Regions from separate parts of the Rattus norvegicus genome. Here region 1 is linked to region 2. Evidence: chromatin contacts called from public Hi-C data. All regions are on one chromosome and are shown on one strand. Each heading gives the region's core, a stretch centred on a gene start, on an enhancer-like site or on the middle of the called end of the contact. The rest is flanking DNA. Distances are from core to core; before and after follow the strand shown. Region 1 has its middle 73 kb from the start of Prdm1. Region 2 holds the start of Prdm1 (PR/SET domain 1).

Evidence for each region. Hi-C and Micro-C count contacts between places; a contact is called where the count stands out from the background.
Region 1: a contact with region 2 is called in a Hi-C map of liver, with 4 times the contacts expected there. The contact joins the enhancer-like site here to the promoter of Prdm1 in region 2. A contact is called at or near these places in 5 of 12 Hi-C or Micro-C datasets (Schwann cells, hepatocytes, liver and 1 more).

Annotation. Positions count from the first base shown.
Region 1 is chr20:49,633,763-49,640,213 of GRCr8, forward strand. No RefSeq gene overlaps it. Among named protein-coding and RNA genes, the nearest start is that of Prdm1, 73 kb to the left of the region's middle. Within about 2 kb of position 3,414, at least 9 of the 93 cell types and tissues checked have an H3K27ac peak or open chromatin away from gene starts, as enhancers often do. A contact at or near this core is called in liver, where this site is marked.
Region 2 is chr20:49,562,685-49,569,139 of GRCr8, forward strand. It overlaps Prdm1 (PR/SET domain 1), which reads right to left and starts at 1,404. Exons shown (of 7, transcript NM_001107639.2): 1 at 1,143-1,404. The coding sequence starts at 1,184.

The sequences.
Region 1 (6,451 bases), core at 2,164-4,663, 73 kb after region 2:
TCAGAAAATATTTTTTAAATTGGATTTCCTAAGAGCCAAAAAGAATTTAGAGAGGTACCAGAAGGAGAAGGGTCAAACATCCTACTGAAAACTTTTCCAAGGCAGAATTAGGAAGTGGTGCCGCTACTAGACTCTGGAACAAATGTTCCTCGTGGTTTTGTACCACAATGTTTAAAAACATCATATTTTAATTTCAGGCCTTATAAACTAAAGCTGCCCCCCCCCAAAACTAATTACACTATTATTTTGGATCAGAGTTTGTGGCTGACAACATCTGTTAGAAACTCAATTGTGCTTCCTAATTAAAGAACTAAGTCTAGTTGATGAAAAAAAAAAAGTTTAATTCAAAGGGAGCTGCAATGCTGTGAAAATAACCAAATAATTTTCCTCCACAAATATTCTCCCTGGGAGAAAGAGGATTTCAGTGGGAACAGAGCTTCCCAACTGTCTGTGTCATGAATCTACTGCATATTTTATTTATTTTTTCCTATTCACTGGGTCTTTCCTGTTACTTTATTTACAGCTGAAGACGCGCTTAACCAATGTTTTTTCTTCCCACAATTATTCCTCCTCCACTGTTTTATTCAGCAAAACAGAACAGTTTCAAAGCAAAGCAGTTTTAAGTCAGACCTTTCCCTTTTGTCCTGTTTACAATTGCCTATTGCACCAAAATATTTAAAACTTTTAAAAGGAATCCTTGAAGGTTCCTTTTAAAAAGAAAAAAAAAAAAATCAAACCCTCGCAGAAAAAAACGCCCAGCCTGCCTGTGAAAGAGGCAGCGCATGGTTCATTGACCCCCACAGCGAATGAACGTGACCACGCAGGGTAGGGAGTCACCTACCTGGCACCTGCCCAAACCATCCTCTGCCGGTGCCTAACCTATTCACTAGCCAGGAACTGAGAACCTAAAGAGGTTCGGAAAGGTGAGACTTAACCAGGAACTTAAAAGTATAGACCTGAGTAGGACTCATCTTTCTAGATTTCAAAATGGGAAAAGGAGGAGCGGTAGCTCCGGGCGCCACCGCCCCCCCTCCAGCTTTGCACCCCCAAGCTCAGCACGACGCGGTGCTTACAGGTAGGGAAGGTGTGAAGGCTGGGAAGCTCCAGTGGCCCTGACTCTGGTTTAGGGTGCCTGCCCCAGGCAGATTGCCTGGCTTGTTTACCAATTACTCTGGATCGCAAGCCCAGCCATCCATGCTACAGAATCTGCTCTGCACTTAGAAAGTGACTGGCAGCACCCTAGCCCGAGACAGTGGGAGTCCCCACCCCACCCCCCACCCCCGCCAGGAGTTCTCGCAAATTTGTCTCGCACAACCCATTCCTCCCAGAGCCTGGAGGGGCGTGACACAGAAAGATCTCTCTGTGACCCTCAGGGTCTCTGTCAGCACCCCTGGCTCTCCGGTTCTCCTCATCTCTTCTGAACGGACGCAATCTCTGGATCACCCTAAACCTCTCTCCTCCTTTCTTCCCTCCTCCTTTGATGACTTTGAAGAAAAGGGCTTCAGTTCAAAGAAGATGCAGGAAGGCTATGTCTGCTCCCTCTCACCTATTGGAGGGTCTGGCAGCACCAGTGTTCCTGCAGGGTAGATGTCCGCCCCCACCCCACCCCACCCCCGTTCCCGCCTTTAAAATAATTTGCGCTGTCTTGTACTGCGTAGTCTAACTGTGAGTCGCTAGCTCCGAATTCCTTTTCCAACTTGGGACGGTCCTGAGTCTCCCTCCTCTGGGTCTTACCTTGTCCCCTCGCCTCCCACCGAGTCTCGGAGTCCTAATGCTGGCATCTGGGACGAGCTAGCGACAGCCCTCAGCTCCATCCCCAGAGTGGCTCTGCCTCTCACGTCCCTCTTCCAGCGCCTAAAACTTCGGGGGCAGATTTTGAGGTACTGACGAAGAGTAAAACATGGTTGTCCCTGTTCATTTGGGGCAGGCCTTTCAGAAATCCCGACATTATATTAAGTTTTCATTCCAAAATGAGGTGTATGCGACTCTGTTTTATTAACTAACGGGTGACATGAAATTCGACCTGTTCTTTGAACAGACTGAAGGGATAGATCCTAAGTTCTTCCCTTCTATCCCGTTTTAAAAATTTAAATAATGAATGCCTTCGGAGGGATGAAGCAACAGGAGGTCCCCTCTGGTTAAGTGTCCCCAACACTGGGTGTCTGTCTTTCCCCACACAGATATCCTAGTTTAAACACTACCCCCCGGTTCCATTCTTTGAAAGCACATTTCCAAAGGTAGCAAAAGTAACGTTTTAAAGACCTTCCACTGACCCACAGCTCTTCGCAGTCCTAAGCCGCACACCTGAACAGCCCCGGCAGCTCCCGACGATCTCCGGCCGCAGAACCTTTGGTCTTCCCAGTGCAAGTTTTCTGCGCCTCAACAGACTGGGAAAACAAGCAACTTCAATGAATGCAAACTAAGCTTTCCCAGGAGAAACGTCAAAGCGGCTACAATCCGTCTCTGATTACACAAACATACCTAAGGGCAGGTTGGAGAGTGACGAGGGCTTTGGGGGTGGGGGTTTGTCTGCTCAGAGGTGGCTGAAACCAGCTTCCCCATTGTTATTTAGCTAAGAAAAGCCAGCTTTTGTTTTGTGGTAGATATTAGGGGTTAAAAAAACGCAGATGCCACAGTTCCCGGGAGTCTTTGAGATTACGGAAAAACCTAACCTCGAGTGAGGAATTTGGTTCTTTTAGATTACAGCACCGTATGAAGTGTTAAGGTGTTATGAGGGGAAAACGTTCAGTCATTTAAAAGTATTCTAGAGAGGGCTGGAGAGGTGGCTCAGTGTATTAAAGCGCTTACTGTCAAGTCCGATGACCAGGGTTCATCCCCCATATAGTGGAAGGAGAGAATCGATTTCCACAAGTTCTCATTGTGGAACGACCCCAAAACCTAAATATAATTTTAAATCTTGCATCCTACTACCTGCCCCTATATTTCAGTAGCTCAGCTCCCCTCTGGTGTCTGTCAAAGTAGGAAAAATGGCAACACCAAAACATACTGGATTTTTGCCCTGAAAACCCGAATCTCAGAGTTCCTCAAGTTACCCTTATGCAAACTTGCATTAATGGAAGGAGGCACACACTTCTGGTTCCCTCCCTGACCTGCAAAACAGAGCCAGAAATCCCTTCGTTCCTGGGCCCACATGTGCGAGGGAAAAGCACTTTCCCCACCCAAACAGCTCCGGCAGCTAATGGAAGTGGCTCATCCAACAGTGGAAGTGTGTTTGTGTGAGGGGGTTTGGGGGTGGCTGGTGCACACGGGGCTGCAAACCACTCGGTTCTGGTTCCCGCAGTACCAGCCGGGCCAGCTCGCCTACAACCCGCTTGCCAGGCTTCGGAGGACCGGGTCGGGTCCCAACCAAGGACCTCTAGGATTGGACAGCCTCCCGCCACGTGACCAGCACAGGGCGAGCTCGCGCCCCGCCCCTTCCCGCCTCGCGCGCGCGCGGGCGTTCCACGGAGCACTGCGTACCTTGTGCTCACTTTCACTTTCTGGGCTAGAGGTTCACGCACGAGTGATTACTTTTTTGTTTTGTTTCGGCGCTTTTAGATTTCTTTTATTTTTTTTTTTGAGGCAACCAGTGCAAGAGGGAGACATCGGAGGAGAAAGGAGTCGCACACGTTCATGGTTGGGGGTTACGTGGGAGGAGTGGGAAGGTTGCGTGGGGGAACGGTTCTTGGCGGAGGGGACCCGGATTGCTCGCCTTACAAGAGCACTGCTGTCTGAGCTTGTGTGTCCGTGAAATGTCCTGGGAAGTGACAGCAACCGCCAGGGCATAGTAAGCAAAACTCCAAACCAAGTGGATGTTACATCCTTCAAACACTGAACGAGCCTTTTGTTTACCAGAAGGAAAACCTGCCAGGTAGTTTACTAGGTTAGCTGAGGTTAAAGGGTTACTTGTTAGCCCAGGTGGGTGACTTGGTTGGAATTAGTAACGCAAAAATGCAAAGAATAGTTTCTGCTAGCTCTGGGATTAGTTGTGACTCAGAAGCTATCTAAAATGTTTGCCCACGCACTCCCCAGCGCTTAACTCCTATCTGTGTGCAGCTGACCCTTTAAGACGCTCTCCCATGGCCTGGGGAATCTCATCTCTTGGAATTCAATAGTCCAGGTCATTCTTTTTATTATACAGAAGTTAGTTTACGTTTTGTACATTTTTACCTGTGAAGTTCTGGGACATGTCATCAAACTGCCTCTCTCCTTCTCCGTTTTTTTCCTTCTTAAACAGCACCTTCAACTGTAACAAGGGACATTGTCAGGGAAAGATTGGGTTTTGGAAAGAAAGTTGCTTTTCCTCCTTTCAAAAGATGCCTCCACCACTTGAGGGCATTTAACGGGTTCTGAACTGAGCCCTTTGTCTTTGTTGTGTTTGCTTTCCTAAAGAGTAAGAGGAAACCAAATTTACAAAGAGTGGACAATTATCTACTCTAGTTCCTGGCACAAAATAGACGCTCAATAACTTATTATTTAAATTAGGTTTACTCCTCCTCCTATGGAGTGAGTTCTCAGGTTCTCAGTGACATCTTTTATTTTCACGTAGACGTTTGATTAAGGAGGAAGCAAAGCCACGTGCTTCAATCCTATGTTGTGATAAGTAGCTTCCACTGACTAATTACATGTCCTCCTGGAAGTATTTCCTCAAATTTGTTTTGAATATGTAATATCGCCCTTGACTTTCTTTAACTTCTCCCATGTACTTTTACCAAATGACAGAGTTGGGCTTATACTACCAGCTATTTCATAACCAAACACGGTGACTTTCAGAGGGGAGACGTTATTATTTTCTCCGGGCAGTTAGCTGAAAGTCTATCATAAAGTGCAGTCTAGAATGAGAAATAACTACATACAAAAATCAAATTCGTTTTTGCTATCTGGGCAAAAAAAAAAAATATCACATAGAACAGATACATAAATTCTTAACTTAAAACAGCTGTGTTTTGGGTCCCTGGTTGAGACTTGAAATGAAAGTTGTTTTCTCTTTAAAACTAAGTGTAATTACTGTTTGGTAGAAATGAAAACCTCTGGACTGGGGATTTAGCTCCATATTAGAGTGCCTTCTGATTAGCATGCGTATTACCCTCCCAAGTTGGATCCTTGGAAGAAGGGAGAGGGGGATCTGAGTCCCAGATTTTGTCTTCCACATGTCTGGAGAGATATATTCCTATAGATCTATTTCTCTAACCATAGAGAGATACATGTATGCATGCATGCATGTATGTATGTATGTACACTATCACCTCATAAACATACCCATCACCTCTCTGACTACTCCCACTCCCACCCACATTCTAGCTGTCACTTAGTCTAACCTCCCAGTTACCTATGGGGCAACTCTGAGAACTGTCCTGGGAGTTCTTTTTTCCCCTCCCACTGTGGCAGCCATCAAAACATGCCTAGTTTAAGCTATTGTAGTACCACAGATGTGTGTCTTCCCTTCTTGTTCCCACTGGTCCTTGCCTTGCTGCCTCTCTGTCTCCAGCAGCACCTTTACTGTAAGGCTGTGCCGTTACCGTTCTCTTCAGGGCCTTTCCTTGAATGATTTATCGAAGATGCAGATCTGAACACACCACTTGCCTTTCAAGCGTCCCGTTACTGACCAGATAAAAATCTAAGCTCTTTGCCCCAGCATTCAAACCCTCTTCAGCTCTCTCCAGCTTTACTTTTCTCTACTTCCTACCCTGACGACATTCTGGCCACACTTCATCCACTCTAAGCTAGTGTGTACCAGCAGCTATACTAGGCATTCTGGGAACCTAAAGGAGCAAAACTGAAGGACCTTTATAAGTTCCCAGACTTATATGGGTAGCAGTAATGAAGGGCTTGTCGGCAAACAAAAAACCCTAATAAATTAGTATATTTTATCAGGTAGGGTGATTTGTGATAGTCTGATCAGGATTGGCTTAATGGCAAGTACGACATTTTAGCAGACATGAGACAGTGAGCTGCTATGTTGATGAACAGGATGATTATCTAAGCCCAGGGAAGCCAGAGCAAAGCACGGAAGTGGGTGAGAGTGGGCTTGCCACATGGAGGAGAGGAAAAGAGGATGAAGGACAAGAGAAGGAATAAGGTCGAGTATGCACATCTCCAAGTACAAAACCCTGTAATACTTAAAATGTAAAACTTGAGTGTCAAGGAGTGGAAACTCTGAACCCTAGCTAATAATATGTGATAAGCTGTAGTAAGAAGGTAACCAAACCACAAAGATAATAACAAGATTATCTTCAGGGTTTTCAGCCATTTATGAAGTAGAAAATAATACCATGTTTAAGTCAGGTGTGATGGCTTAGGCCTTTAGACCCAGTACTAGGGAGGCTGGGGGAAAAAAGGAAAGATACTGTGTTTAGATTTTTACCCAACTCCAACTAGGCATTCAAGTTTTCCCAAACCCAAAGTGTTGCTTCTTCCAGATAAGGGCTATTTAACGTGTAAGTAAGAGGTG
Region 2 (6,455 bases), core at 154-2,653:
AGCCTGCCTTTTCCAAATGGGGAAAACTGAACTTTCCCACCAGTTCCCTACCGAAACAACTTTCAAAACAACTGCGTCTCCCTCCCTTTACCGCGCGCGCGCGCTCAGCCTCTTTCAGCCTCCAGCAGGCAAGCCTGAGAGGGGTTGCATCCTGCCAGCATCCCTGAGCACCAGCCTTCCCGAGCTCCCTTGGACCACAGGAAAAGAAAAATTGGGTGAAGGGGAAACACCCAGCAACTTTTTTTTTTTGATCGGTGGGCATCTCGAGCCAGATAGGAAAATTAAAAACAAAACATAAAAAAAAAAAAAGTCAATAGAATTCCCTGAAGAGAATTCCTTTAGGAGCCCTTAGCCACAAATAGCACTTTCTATTTAAATGTGAAAGTGCATGAATTCCCAGAAGTCACTGAAGTGGCACAGTTTACTGTAACTAAAGTTATACAGAAGACTTGGGGGATCCTCCTCTTATCTGCCCTAGGAAAAAGTCCTTTCCAAAGAGGAAAAGCAAAAACGATAAGACAGCCTCTGCAACATATTCCCACGTAGACGCCGCAGATAAAATTAGGACTGAGTATATCCATGTAAGAACGTGCGCTGGTGAAAATGTAAACACGGTTATGCCGGAGTCCCTCCAGCTGGTTTTTACAATTAATTCCCCACACGTCCCCTAAATATGATGCTCCTAGGAGAGGAGAGATGTTTACTTGTCCTCGTCTCGGTTACAACTTAAACTATATTATTTTTTACTTAGTTCCAACATGTAAAGTCATGTTGGACAAACGATGTTAAATAAAACTGAAAACCTAAGCCAACCGGGATAGTTATTTTACCGGCAGCGGATGGGGAAGCGGACAAGAACCACTACTGAAATTTCAGCGAATTGACAATTATGGCTAGAACTGAAAGGGTTAATGAATCATACGGTGAGGGGGGAAAAAGAGTCTTCTAAATGTTTGACAGTGCTCCGCGCACTAAAGCAGAAGCGCTGGTTTCTACTTCGGCTTCATTCTTTAAAAAAGAAAAAGGGGAAAGGGAAAGAAAAGAAAAGTAAAAAAAAAAAAGGGGGGGGGGTCGGGGAGGAGGAAAGAAAAAGGGATAAAAAAGTTTTAAAATCGTATTAAAGGCAGAATCTGGTTCCTTACCAAGGTCGTACCCACACGCTTTTCCAAGAGAAGATCCAACATCTGAGATAAGCCTCGCTCATGTCCACCCAGTCCACATCCTCCCGCGTCCCTGCCGGGCTGAGCTGTACTGACGCGCACCTCGGCGGTCCCTCCTTTTCTACGGCCGCGGGCCGGGCTCGCTCCGGGCGGACAGGTGCTGCGCGCTGCTCTTGCGTCTCGGCGACACTGGAGGGCCGAGTGTCACGGCAGCAGTGTCTGTGCTGGCGAGCGACTGACTGCTCTTCCCCTCCCAGCCCGGCCGCAGACTTCTTTACCAACTCTGACGGTCTGATTCACTCCTACCAGCCGCCGCGATGGGGGCGTGGCCGCACCTGGCCAGCCCAGCCGTGCAGCGTGGGGTTCAGGGCTTCCCCCCACCGATTGCGACCCGCGGCAGCTTCCTCTGTTTGCAAATGGATTTCAACACGGACTGGGAATCTTCTTACTTCCCTTCGCAGGCGCTTGCCCTCCATGTTTACTCACACTGCGATTGTATTCTAAGTCCTCCGGATCGCTAGCTTCCTGTCGCGGCAGAATGGGGCGGGGTGGGGGGGTGGGGGGGGGTAGGACGACTCCTCCTCAAAAGAAAACCCTAGTCACCTAGACTCGGTGTCTCAATTACAGGATCCGCCGTACTTCGAAGGACAGAGCTGAAGTATTTTTGGCAGCACATGCGTTACAATGTCGCTGTGTTAGTTCTGGAGTCATTGCTGGTGAAGTAAATATTCTAAGGAGTTTCTCCTCTAGTACGAAACGTATAGGATTTCATTTCTCCTGCTAACTGAATACAGTCAGCTTGGTCAGACCTGACTTCCTCCTTTCAACCACTTGGAAATAGGGAAACAGGAAAAAGTTATAATCCTATGTACTGGTTTTGTTGTTCCTGCCTCCCATTCCCAAACCCACAGCCAGGCTTCTGAGCCCGGACACACAATGGAGAGTATGAATGCCTCACAGTTAAAAAGGGGGATGCTGGACTGATGGCAGTGAGTGGAAAGCCGTCGGAGGCAGTAATTAGTGGGGCTCGTTCGGAGCCTGGCCGGCTTTTTCCTTCAGCCCCAGTCTGTCTTCTGGAGAAGGAAGGACATCCTGTGATGATGGCATACAATGTCCTGTTTGTTTATTATTAAGAGCGTGGACCTTGCATTCCTGTTTCTCATTACAAAACAAACCAGATGCGGGACTTCCTTCAATGGTCTTTTGCCTTCACTGGGATCCTCCAATTCACAGAAACAATGCTGCCAAGGGCCCATTTATAGCCAGCATCCCATCACGCAAGACTTTTTAGATCACAGAAGTCCAAGTCTTCCCCCTTTCCTGCTTGCCTCATCGCGGGTCCTACCCCCTCCCCCACCCCACTTAAAAAAAAAAATCACCTCTCCCGAAAGTTTACGTTGAGGTATCTTTCTTTTCTAGTATTCTAAACACACGGGACACACACACACACACACCCACATCCAGGTCCACACCCACATTCACACACCCAGACCTAACCTAATGATACCAACTTAGTCATACAATGAAGTGGACATCTGAGTATTTGTTTACAGGAAGAAATGAAACAGAGCAAAACAAAAGCTCAACTCAATCGTAAAGACAGGCCTGTTTATCTGTTTTCCTTTCGAGAAACTTTCCCAGAAAATTTTTTTGGGGTGGGGGGGAGAGGTGGGTAGGAGGTAGAAGATTGTGTCACAGAAAATGGCTCGTACATCTAAAAAAAAAAATCCTTCTACAACCTGTGTAGTTCAGAACAATCAAATTTATACCAGGGGACTGACGAGAGTAGCACACTGCTCCCTGGGGGCTGCAGGTCCACCTGTTATTACATTTTCCGCCAGAGGGGGCGCTAGCACCAAGAGGAAACGGGCTGTTGGCGTGCTCTTGTGCCGCGGGTATAAAACTGAATGAACAATTCTTAAGAGTTCTCAGAAAGGGCCAAGTGATAATTAAACAAAAGAAATCCAGCCTCCTGCAGAGGGTTCATTAACTGATGCTGAGTCAGCACCACCACGGACAGAAAAACAATGCAGTCATCCCAAGGGCTGGCCTGCTGCTAGCTGTCTCCACTACACACACAGCAGTTAACACAGGCTCCCCCCACCCCCCTCTTTCTACCCTGCTTCCCTTTCAGGATAAACTCAGTGCTCTTGGGGCACAGATACCATGCAAGTGTCAGTGATTCCACCGCTGTGACGTAAAGAAATAAGCCAAGGGTGGCAGTCAACCGGGAAGAGGGCTATTTTAAGCCAAATGTTTGCTTTAATGACTGGAAGATGCCAGTGAATCAACTCACTGTTAATTAATATCAGCCTGCGCTCACCTTCCGAGGTGGTGAAATGGGCTTGAGTATAGGGAGGACGCAAACATCAAATATCAGTGTGAGGCTTATCCAGGCAACCCTAAAATTAGTTCCAGGTGGGTGAAACTATCAGGAAATAATAAAAAAAAAAATGAGATACAGTATTGGAGTATAATATCCTTGGAGTGTTTGTTTCTTGATACCAGGAGCTGAGGGAAAACAAAACAAAATAAATAGCTCCAGGCCAATTTTTGATGATGATCGTGGTAGTTAAGGGGAGATAGTGATATAAGCTAAAAGGAAGGGCACCAAAAAGAGGAGAAAGGAAGTGCGATCATATTCAACAAAGTCACATTCATATGACCGACTTAGGTATCGTCCAGAGCAGATTAGCTAAGCAGAGCCTGACGGTGTGCTCAGCGTCACCCAGCACTTCAAAGGCTGGAGCTAGGCGCGCCCAGGATGTGGACTAAAGCTAGGACACTGGGAGACACTAGCGCCGGTGCGCAGCAGAAAGCACGGGGGCGGCCAGGGTCTGGAATCTTAAGTATTAAAATATGTCTTCTAAACAACCACTGGGTACGGTTTTAGTCGTTTTATCATTTCGTCCCGTGTTAGGACACCCCAGCCTCAGTAGCTGTCTTCCTTCATCAGCCCTTCCCCCACAGAGATCTCTCGTTAAGCGTCTGTGAAATGGTAGCCCATGCCGATCCGAATAGCTCTGTTCTCAGAAAGCCTGGTCCTTTTCTTCTGATGCATCATCAAAACCCAACATTCGTTCAGTTTCAGCTCCTGGGCTAGATTCCCCGCCCCTTTTAGTCTTTGGGTGGGTTGGGTATCACTCTGTAGGCCGGCAGATGACTCTAAGGGTAAAACAACTATTGTGGCATGGAAGGAACTTGAGGACCAAATCTGGAGACCGGACTCCACTTGGGTTAAAAAGAATTCCCCCCCCCCCCCCCGGTAAGGAAAGTAAGAAAAAAAAATGGGATAAAATATGTTCAAGATGAAACGAGTTTTCATTTTCTAATTCAACTCCTGTTATACCCAAACAAGGTCAATGACAGGCTAACCACATCAATAGATCACCCCCCACCCTCTTCCCCACTCCCTACTCACCCACCCACCCCCAACCCCCCACACCCATTTCCCACTTCCTGTAAGCTAGGCATCTTCACGCTGGTAAACATTTGGGGACCAACTGTAAGTCTGAGCCTTAAAGAGGGGCTCTGTGGCTTTGAAGCCCTCCCACATGTCTCAAAGCCAGGCTGAGAACTGGAGGGGGCACTTGGCTTTTAAACTTGAACAGCCTTTTCAACTCAAGTCAACCGGGCTTGGCTTCTCTGGCTGCCTTCCGTTTTTAGGAGCCGGACAAGAAGAGCAAGTTATGTGTGTGTGTGTGTGTGTGTGTGTGTGTGTGAGAGAGAGAGAGAGAGAGAGAATGTATGTATGACACATGCTGTGTTACAAGGCAGCGTGTGTGTCATGGGTGTGATTATGTGCACGATATGTTTCGATGATGTGTTAAATCAATTTAAAAATAGCATAAGCTTCCTTCGCGTGACACACAGCTCACCTCCCCCAAAACTGGGACAAACATCGTCAGGGCCTAGACTTTGGAATGGCGATCCTAGGGGCCTGTGGGACGTTTAAGAATGATGTCACTGTTTTGACTTGCTTAAGAAGGGAAACAGAGATTAAGTAAATTAAAGGAGAGCTCTTCTCTCTCCTCTCTCGAGGACTGTACCAAAGATAAACACTCTCCTAAGGCCCATAAAAACCTTCAAGATGGCCGAGGTGACAGGGCTTCCCAGCACTGTCCATGTCATGACACTTCAGTATATTTTGGTTCTGTCACAGTTTTGGTTTTATCTAATTATTCACACACTTCTAAGTTCAGTTTAATATCACTCTGTAACATCCACCGACTTCACAAATAATGCCAACAGTCGCTAACCCTCCTATCCCTGGCATTTGTGGGGGAAACCACTGTGGGTTTCCAAGATCTCGGATTGCCTTTCTAACTATGTTTTTATTATGGTGATTCAGATCTGAGAGGGATCTTAACTTCTGAAAAGGCTGTGGGGAAAGCAATCATTTCTGAACCCAGAGGACGTCTAGCCTGGATTTGGTATGAAAAGGAATGAGAGGATCCAGGGTGGAGAGACTTAAGGAGAGAGAGGAGGCATCAGGGCAGGTGCACGCTCAGGGGCACTTTCCTTGAACAATCTCCTCTCAGAGTCTGAGGGTGGAAGGATAGCTTCCGCACCAGTGAGAGCCCGGGACCAGGGTATGCCTCTCTCTTTCAGTGGGAGGAGAGGCGCTACAACAAGGAGAAAGGCTCACAGTGGAAAGAAAAAGACGATAGTGTACACAAAGCCTTGGGCTCGATTCCTAGCACTGCATGAAGTAAATAAAGAGGCCTATAATCTCCACATGGGGGTGTTGAGGCAGGAAGATCAAAAATCGAAGGTCATTCTCAGCTACAAAGCAGGTTAGCCTAGAATAGAGGCTCGGTCATGGAGGGAGAAAATGGGGGGGGGGGCTGATGAATACTTCTCCTTTCTAAGGGAAGATGGGAGATGGTAGAGGATGTGTGTGTGTGTCTGTCTGTGCGTGCATTTGCTGGATCATATACACGTGCACTCAAATTCTCCGGGAGTAAGAAGCGGACAAAGAGAGCTAAAGAAGTCACAATGAGTTCATGAATCACCGACCCCTGTCCCGTGCATACATTCTGCTCCAAGGGGTGTAGTTCTTTTCCTGAGCTGAATACCAGATTCAAGACCAAAGCCCACTTCCCTGCCAGGTAAACTGTGGACCAGCTCTGCAGAAGCTTCCCGACTTTACTAACAATAATCTCACCTGCAACCATGGCCCTGAGAGCTTACAGGCATACAACCCTCTAACTCACAGAACCCAAAATTCAAGAGTTAGGAGCGTCATGCCAGGCTTAGAAAGCGAGAAGGAAGCCCAAGGCGGAATCTTTTACA